2 separate regions of the Mus musculus genome follow, and region 1 is linked to region 2. A link is a contact called in public Micro-C data. All regions are on one chromosome and are shown on one strand. The core of a region is the stretch at or near the end of the contact, and the rest is flanking DNA. Distances in the headings are between cores, read along the strand shown.

The links. A called contact is a pair of places that touch in the nucleus more often than the background predicts.
Region 1: a Micro-C map of the G1E-ER4 cell line shows a contact between it and region 2, with 2.5 times the contacts expected there. The contact joins two enhancer-like sites. A contact is called at or near these places in 2 of 39 promoter capture datasets (macrophages and pre-B cells), 1 of 15 datasets of contacts at CTCF or cohesin (CD8 T cells), 27 of 484 Hi-C or Micro-C datasets (B cells, CD4 T cells, CD4 single positive thymocytes and 13 more), 9 of 115 datasets of contacts at active chromatin or transcription factors (CD8 T cells, the HPC-7 cell line, T-cell acute lymphoblastic leukemia and 6 more) and 3 of 9 other capture datasets (adipose tissue, liver and pancreatic islet).

Annotation. Positions count from the first base shown.
Region 1 is chr10:40,194,979-40,199,943 of GRCm38.p6, reverse strand. No RefSeq gene overlaps it. Among named protein-coding and RNA genes, the nearest start is that of Gm31992, 33 kb to the right of the region's middle. Within about 2 kb of position 1,678, at least 5 of the 459 cell types and tissues checked have an H3K27ac peak or open chromatin away from gene starts, as enhancers often do. A contact at or near this core is called in the G1E-ER4 cell line, where this site is marked.
Region 2 is chr10:40,130,145-40,134,561 of GRCm38.p6, reverse strand. The region is part of intron 1 of Slc16a10 (solute carrier family 16 (monocarboxylic acid transporters), member 10); the gene reads left to right. Among named protein-coding and RNA genes, the nearest start is that of Slc16a10, 9.9 kb to the left of the region's middle. Within about 2 kb of position 2,636, at least 25 of the 459 cell types and tissues checked have an H3K27ac peak or open chromatin away from gene starts, as enhancers often do. A contact at or near this core is called in the G1E-ER4 cell line, where this site is marked.

The DNA.
Region 1 (4,965 bases), core at 429-2,928, 66 kb before region 2:
TTATCTTCAATTTATATACTTAGAAAAAGAGTAATTCTTAGACACAGCTGGTAATGTTCATTGGTGCAACCACTATAGACATCAATATGGATAATCCTTAAAAATCTAAAACCAGAACTACTAATATGGCCCACATGTTACCAGGTGCTCAGGCACCACCTAGTTTGTCTTGTGGGATGGGAAAAGAAGACCCCTTCAGACAGAAGATGAAGGTGGACGGGAGGAGCCACTGACAGACTGTGACAATAGAGGTCTGAGGTCCTCAGGGTCAAAGTGGAGGGACCTTGACCGTAACTGTTATAGATCTGAGGCTGGAATCCAAGTGGCCGGGATGATCACGGAGTAAAAATAGGGTTCTTGAGGGTCCCAGATAGTGTAATAGTTACAGACCTAGAGGAGCGACTAGTGCATGCAACAGGTGTAGATGCACCCTGTACTCAAATGCACCTGTAAACAAATAAAAAGTGTTTTCCTCCCAGCTCTTGCTCCTGGAATGACAACTCTGACACTGATTATTATTAAATGCCTAGGCCATGAACTTTGGCTCATTCCCTGACTAGCTATAACTTATTTAACCCATTCAAATTAGTCTATGTCTGGTTATCTTTCCTTTAATCCAGGTCTGCTGCTTCTTTTGCATCTGTCTCCTCAGTGTCTCTCTCTCTAATCTCCTTCGAATTTTCCAGCAACTCTCTTTCAGCAGCCTCTTATTTAACTTCATCTCCCTCATGGCCCCAGGCAAGTCTCCCTTTTAGTCACTCACTATTTCCCAGAATCCCCTCTCTTCCTGCCATTGTCCCACCTCCTATTTTCTGCCGTCAGCTTTTTTATTGACAGGTAGTGCTTATAAGAGATTCTCTCTACACATACCAGCCACAAGACTAAACACAAAAGCTGTAAACTTTATTGGAATAGATAATTGGAGGGGGCCCAGAGGTAGACGTCTGCCTAGGGTGGGTACTCTCCCTTGCATAGGCTCTTTGCTCCCCACAGCCTTTTTGTTTGTTTGTTTGTTTGTTTGTTTTGTTTTGTTTGTTTGTTTTCAAGACAGGGTTTCTCTGTATAGCCCTGGGTGTCCTGGAACTCACTTTGTAGACCAGGCTGGCCTTGAACTCAGAAATCAGCCTGCCTCTGCCTCCCAAGTGCTGGGATTAAAGGCATGTGCCACCACTGCCCGCCCACAGCCATTTTTTAACAGTTGCAATCTTCTGGGTGCTCAGATAGAAGAGACAACCAGAGAACCAGGCTTTCTAGGTCAGCTCAAGTTCTCTTGACTCTCCTTTACATCCAGACCATTCCTGGGTGTATATAGGAAGAACTCCAAAAATATCCTAGAAATACTTGTACATACAAGGTGTTGTGACTCTGGTCATCATAACTAAGAAATGGAAACTTTTATTTGTATTCTCTCACAAATAAATGCTTAAAGAAAGTGTATACACATGAAACTCACACATATAATTTTCTTCAGTACATATATGTGGTGGAATTTTGTTTATCTGCAAAAAAAACAAACAAACAAAAAACAAACAAACAAACAAAAACCAGGAATCATGGCTTTGGGAACAGGACCTGGAATGGTGGGTGAGAGTCAATGGACTCATGTGACAAATGCCGGAAAACCAGACTCAGGAGACTAGCATGAGGCTGCAGATCTGGGTTTACTGAGCAGGGCATAAGCTTATGTACAATCTCAAACCCATCAATCCTCAGCCGATCGTATCTAATGCACTGTCACTGTGTCCCAATGAAAGCCCTGCCTGATACGGTTACTCAGAAGGAACAGGGGGGAGATGGGGAAGTGGCCACCGCCCTGGCCTCAGTTTCTTTTTGCTGTCTCACTGTTGTTCCGGGAGTGATCTTAGATCTAAGGCTGGGTAGTGCACATCAGGACTCTGTGAGGAGTCTCGGGAGCCTGTGGCACTCTCTCTCCATCCCACATTTTTCCTTCACAAGGTTGGCTTCCATGTCTACCACACATGACATTTGCAGAAAAATAGATGTAACTGGGGATCATTGTTAAGTGAGACTCAGAAAGAGAAATACACCTTGTTTTCCCTCTTATCCCTAGAAGGATTTAAGTGTGTGTGAGTGTGTGGGAGGTTCCCTCCTGTTTTGTTTTGTTTTGTTTGTTTTGAGATAGAGTCTCTATGTAGGCTTAGCTGTCCTAGAACTCCCTATGCAGCTCTGAACTCAAAGAGATCGGTCTGCCTCTGCCTCTGCCTCCCAAGGTCTGGGATTAAAGGTATACACCACACCTGATCCTGCAAATCACTTTTTTCTTATTTTATATTTTTGAGTGTTTTGCCTGCATATATGCTTGTACCATGTGTGTGCCTGGTATCCGTGGGCATGCCTGGTGCCCACAGAAGCCAGAAGAGGACATCAGATCACTTAGGACTGGTGTTTTAGATAGTTATGAGCTACCATGTAGGTGCTGAGAATTGAACCTAGGTCCTCTGGAAGCGCAATTAGTGCTTTTAACCACAGAGCCATCTCTCTAGACTCCCTATAAATAACTTCCAAAGTGTATCAGAATATATATATATATATATATATATATATATATATATATATATACACATATATATATCTTAACCAGTCTGTTCTTGTGTGAGCCTAATATTGTTCAGAACAATATTGCCTGCATCAACAATCTGACGCACACAGGTTTTTCAGACAAGGAGTTGTATCTGGCCAGCTGGGGTAAGGCTGAAGGTGTCACATCTTCATGGCATCATGGAAAGACTGTGATAGGCTCTTTCCTGCAGGCTGGCTGTTAGTAACTTGAAGCAGACTCCATTTCCATTCGGTAATCCTGTGATGAACCTTTGTGACACATGGTGTAACTCTTCCCTCTATAATACTTTCTTTAAACAAATGATTTACTATCTATGTATGTGTGTGTTCCCTGGTCTCTGCACTTACTTAGCCGCTGAGCCATTTTGGCTTTGATGTAATTGGAATAGCCTCTTCTCCCCCATTATGTCAAATCTTACCCTCTCCAGCTCCCTCTCTTAAGGCAGAGATGTGGTTTTACATATGCTGGCCTTGAACTTCAGCCTCCCAAAAAGTTGGAGTTAGGGCCTGTAAGTCTTCATAATGGGCCTTCTCTTAAGTCTATAGTCCCACAACCCCTGTCAGCAGTTTTTAAAAGCTCTGTGCTAGGTCTGTACTTGTGAGGGACTTCTCCTTGTTGTTAAAATTTATACTGGCCAGTTATCCTTGTGATACAAGCTCTTTTCTATGTTGTTGTATCTGGAATCCACAGTAATATAATCTGTTCTACAGCATGGTTGGAACACATGTGAATTACATATAGCTGAAAAAGGTTTTAAAATATTTTCAAAATGTACTGCATGCTTTAAAATTTTTCATCCTATAGAACTTTAATTTAAAATTTTTAATTATTATTTTATTATTTTAATGTGTATGAATGCTTTGCCGCATATATGTCTGTGTGTTACGTGAATGCTGGGTGCCTGTGGCATCCAAAAGAGGGCATCAGATTCCCGGAATAGGAGTTACAGATGACTATAAGCCACCAAGTAAATAAATGCTAAGGAAACCAAGGCCTCTGCAAGAGCTGCTACTGCTCTTAATTGCTGAGTCACCTCTCCAGTCCCTATAGTTCTCCAGATTAAAAGAGATTCAGGAGAGGGTTATAATGTTGTTCCAGGGAAATGTTAGTGATCCGCCAAAACACACACAGGAGCCAATCTGATGCAACTCACATCAGGGTCTTTATTCTAGTTGAGCTAGCTCGCCGTACCCCCAACCCCCCACCCCAACGCACCACTGTCATGAAGGACAGTTTTGGTGGTGGGGGAGCCCCGAATGTCTACTGGGTCAGGGCTTTATAGGAAGCAGCAAGCAGGGAGTCCATGAGCAAGCATCTAAAGCTATGGCCTTTAACTGTGGCCTTTAACACAATTGGCTGGTGCTGGGACTCATATCATAAACTTAACTTCTGTTCCCCTCTGCATTGGTGGTCGTTAAGCAAGGGGTGGGCTTGTAGCCAGGGGGTGCAGGTTTGCTGGCATAATAACCTGAAGAGGCTGGTCTTAGTAATTTGAAGGCACTGGTTTTGTTGGGGATTAGCATAGGGACTGGAGCTGTTGTAACCCCTGAATTACTGATACTAGACTTTAGTGATGTACAGACAGTTTGCCTCTGCATTCCCCGCCAGAGACTCCCATCCTCTCTCCCCCTCTCCTGTCATTAGAATTGCATGCAACACTTCTGAGGATAAGCAGCAAAACTCCAGGTGCCTGTCCTTGAGATCTTAGAGAAATAACAAGCTCAAGGGAGACCATGGAAAAAAAACGGTAAACAGAGGTCAGGTCACAGACAATTACAACTGGCCATAAAATTAGTCCTTGAACTCATTATCCCCTCCCGCTTCAATACTATCCCACCCTCTACTCCCCTTTTCTGTAAATATTCATTCACACTATTCCTATAATGTATATAAACCCAATGTTTTCTGGACTCAGGGTCGCTTGTCAGCATTCATGCAGTTAGTGCTAGGTGGGCGAACCGAGTTCAAACTTGAAAAGACTCTTTTATGAGTTGCAGCCGACTTTGTAATTCTTGGGCTCCTCTGGGTTTCCCGTGAACTCAGGACACAACAGAGCTAGGCTCCGGTTTTGTTGGGGGGTAACATGGAAACTAATGCTAGGTGCCAGCCTGTTAGTTTACCTGAGTTCAAACTTAGGTCAGGTTCTCTAAAAATGGAGTCTGAACTCAACAGATTTGGCATCTCGTCAGCACAGTAGTAGACAGCTTGCTGAGCATCCGTGAGGCTCTGCGTATTATCTTCCATGCCTCAACAAACTAACTAACCCACCAACATATTACCACAAGTGCAATATATTAAGATGTTTCAAACTGTGAATGGTGGCACATGCCTGTGTTCCCCAGAAGTTGGGAGGCTGAGGGAGTGGGAGTACTTGAGCCTAGACA
Region 2 (4,417 bases), core at 1,387-3,886:
TGTCTGGCTCACCTCTCCTTTCTTGTTCTTTGTGTCCCAGCTAAGCTGGCAGCCTGTACATACCCAGGAGTGTCACATTACCTTTGTTTCTGTCCCTGTATGTGTACCACTCCTCCTCAGCTTGGTTGTTAGTCCTGTAGGGTTCCAGTGCCTTTCAGTCTTTATGCCACAGTCCTGGAACTTTAGGCAACAATGGTCACATTTTAAGCATTTGGGATGATTGGAGCTATTACATTTCGGAGATTTGAGACTAAATTAAAGTGGGTTATGAATTAAGCTTAAAGTGAAGGACAGAACTCAATTTCAACCTATTCTAAGTTAATCAGTAATCTGTGAAAGGATTCAATTTCTTCTCTTTTCTTTCTTTCTTTCTTTCTTTCTTTCTTTCTTTCTTTCTTTCTTTCTTTTTTTTTTTTTTTTTTTTTTTTTTGAGACAAGGTCTTGCTGTGTTTGCCTCTGACTTCTGAGTGGTGGGAATATAGGCATGTATCACTATGCCTGGCGAACAGAAGGCATTTTAAAGCTACCCATGCTTATTTAACTGGTAATTTGTATAGTCCTTTGTCATAAAGAGAAGGCTTCCATGCATTACCTTATTTTAAGTTTTCATTTATTTTGAGCCAGGATCTGGTGGTGTCCAGGCTGATCCAGGCTCCTGGTCTAATGGTCCTTCTGCCTCTTTTTCTCTCCTATCTGAACTGTACACATGTATCTCTTATTTTGGACTAGCCTTCTGTGTCAGCTTTTGGAGGCTACGTTTGGGCAGCAGGATAACAGTGTTCACATCTACCAAGTTGGACCTAGGAGTATCTGTTTAACTAGGGACATAGTTTTGTATTCATATGAAGTAAAACACCCTGCCCTTTCCCCTCAGTACAGTTCTCTACATATTTCCTTGTATTTTATCTAGATCCTCAAGAATGCCTTCTGTGTAAGCGTCAGAAGTCATGGTTTTGAAGACAATTCCACTTCAAGTCATGATAGCTCCATCAGAAAACTGACTTCATATTCAAATTAAACAAACAGATCTCAACAAAAACAAACTAAGCCCCAAATGTAACTGGAAAAGTCACCTCCCCAAAGCTCCAGGCCTCAGCTGCCTCAGCTGGTACTGCCCGCATAGGAATGCCGGTTGATGCTTTGGCAGTCATTCAGGATGGCCATCTCTAGTACACCTGAGTATTCCACACAGGAGACTGCCTGTCAGAGCCTGCAGTGGTGGGGGAAGCGCTACCCCGGACCCTGCTGAGTGTGTTGAATGTTTGTGGTTACACCGTGTCTTCAGTAACGGCGTAGAGAAGCCAGAACTAAGGAACTGAGGTGGAGAAGTCTTCGTTTCACCATGGCAGGGCATATTTGGGAGCTACTGATTTGAAATGCTGTATATGGACCAAAGCAGAGTTTCCGTCTTCTGTATTCCTCTTACTAAACATAAAAATCTCACGCTCTTCAGAGTGTCTGTACTCAGCGTCCCAGGGAGTTTATCTTCCCCTGAGTGCGCCCATCGTGCTAAGGAGTAAGAGTGGCATCTGCATCTCTCACCAGGCAAAGCTATGCCAGGCTTTCTCTCTAGCTCAGTTGTGAAAGCAATTAGGGCTCTCATTCAGTTTTTAGTAATTACTAGGTTTTAATACTGAATATATTGTTTGTGCATCTCTGGAATTTTGATGTATTCTTTCTTTTTTTAAAGGACTTAAAAAAAAAAGATTTATTTATTCATTTATTATATGTAAGTACACTGTAGCTGTCCTCAGACACTCCAGAAGAGGGAGTCAGATCTCGTTACCGATGGTTGTGAGCCACCATGTGGTTGCTGGGATTTGAACTCCTGACCTTCAGAAGAGCAGTCAGGTGCTCTTACCCACTGAGCCATCTCACCAGCCCTTTTGATGTATTCTTGCTATAGTCTCCTGACTTGAGAAGCACAAAGTGGAGTTTACAGTTAATTGATGGGGTTGAGCCGGCCCCATAGTGTTTGCCCAGCTTGTGGGAGGTCCTGGCTCTGGCCCCACCTTCAGCACTGCAGCAGCAACAGCAAAATAGTAAAAATTGTCAAGGTCTGCCTTAGCTAGTTAAATTCAAGCAAAAGATAATTGTTAAATTAATGTAAAAAGGTCAGGGGAATGAAGCAAGCCTGGTAGTTTACACCATCAACCCTAGTACTCAGGCTAGCTTGAGTCTGAGGCTAGCCTATCTATGTCGGAAATTCAGGTTAGCCTGGTCTATATTGCAAATTCAGGCCTCTATCATGAGACCCTGCCTCCTCCTTTCCATTACCCCCAAAAGTTCAGGGAATGTTGTTGCCTCCTCCAATTCCCTCCCACCCAGATAGTCAGGGCTTTGTCCTACCGTGGTCACACGTCAGCTGGTACTCGCCTTCCTCCGAGAGTAAATTGCTTTGACAGTGTTCTGCAGCAGTTCTGAGAGCTGAACATGTATTTCTGTTGTATACACAGATGAGATCTAAACTCCAATTCTCTTATATTTTATAAAAATAGAAAGCTAGGGGACAAGGGATGGGAAGGCTCAGAGGTTAAGAGCACTTGTTATCTTGCAGAGGACAGAGTTGCTTCCGTAGCAACTACGTGGCTGTTCACAGCCATCATAACTCCAGTTCCATGGGAGCCCATTTCCTTATCTGGCCTCTGCAGGCACTGCATGCACAGGGTGCTCAGATGGATAGACAGACAAAACACCCATACACTTAAAGTTAGAAAATGATTAAAAGCAGATAACTATGGCAGAAGTGTGTCTTGGGACCATAATCTCAGCACTCCAGAGACCGAGGCAGTCTACAAGTTCGAGGCCAACCTGGTCTACATAGTGAGATTTAGGCCAGCCAGGGTTATGTAGTGAACCCTTGTCTCAAAAGAAGAAAAGAAAAGAAAAGAAAAAGAATTAACTTTTTAACAAGTTGAGTTAAGCCTTGCACACGGCTTCTCTTCCTTTCTGCTGGGGATCGAGCTCACGGCCTAGACTAGAGCGAGCTCCTGGCACCTGTCTCCACTTCTGAGCCTACCGCCAAGCCAGCTGCCCACAGCCCCAGGCGGTGGTTTTTGATAGTAGAGAACCTTTCATTTGGTCTATTATGTCTTATTTTTATTTTTTATTTTTTTATTTTTATTTAACTTGATGTGGGATTTCTAATGATAGCACCGGGATGGCTTCATATTTGTCAGTGATTGGTTATTAGCGACAGTAATTGAAAATAGAAAATAGTAAAAGGAAGCAGAAGCTGTTTTGTAGGAATGAATAAATGACATAGCCTTTAGTCATACAAGCATTATTGTCTTACTTCTTCCTAGAGAATTTTTTGTTATGGAATAGATTGGAACTGGTAACTTGATTTGCTTAGTTTTATAGTTTTGTCTTTTAATAGTTTTATAGTATAGTTTGTTTTCTGAGAAAGGATCTCTCAATTTAGTCCTTGTTGTCTTGAAATTTACTATGTAGACCAGGCTGACCTTGAACTCTCAGAGACCCGCCTGCCTCTGCTTCCTGAGTTCTGGGTTAAAGGCGTGTGCCACCAACCTGGCCTTAGGGACCAATTTTAAATAAAATCAGATTATTATTCATATTTTGATTTTGGATTAAAAAAGGATACTTATTATCATATACATAATCATTTTCTTATGTGTTTGTTTGTTTTTATGTAGCTCAGGCTGATTTCAAACTCTGTAGCTGTAGGTGCTGGACCTGAACCCAGGGCCCCTGCACGAGCAACAAGCTGTCAAACGTTGAGCTAGTTTTCAAGCACCAGCCATCTTTAGAAACTTTTGAGTTTAGGATTTCAAAATTGTAGATGATAAATGATCGATTTAGTTCCTTTGTGGGTTTGTTTATTTATTTATGTATTTATTTATTTATTTTGTGTGCTAGGGTCCAAATCCAATGCCTGTGTTTGCTAGAGAATGCTTTGAGCTAAATCCCCAATCCAGGGATTATAGATTTAAAAAGAAGAGCAAGCACACAAAAAGGAGCTTTTGATTCCTATACATATCTACTTTCTCCTTTTGCTGATCAGCACATTTTACTTAGAGGATATTTCTCTATCCTGAAGGTCACCCACTTACTAGTTGTATTCATTGTGGTAACCTACTACCCTGGCTACTCTGGCCTTCAGACCAGGCCTCTGTGGCTAAGCTGCTGGCAGGGTTGTAGTGTCCCCTGTTCTCTTTCCTCAGCTCTGCCAGCCTAGGTGTGTTGAACAAGGCCTACCTGGAGCTGAGAGAAGGGATGGAAGCCAACTGTCAATGGTCCTTCTGAAGTCATCTTAACTAGCAAGAGCTGCTGTGCTAGCATCCTGTCCTCGGTGTTACTGCTTTTCTCTGCTTCCCTGGGCCCAGGCTCATTCTGTTGAAATACCTTTAATCAGTTGGTTTTGGTGTATATATAATATATGTCTTCAATAATTTTT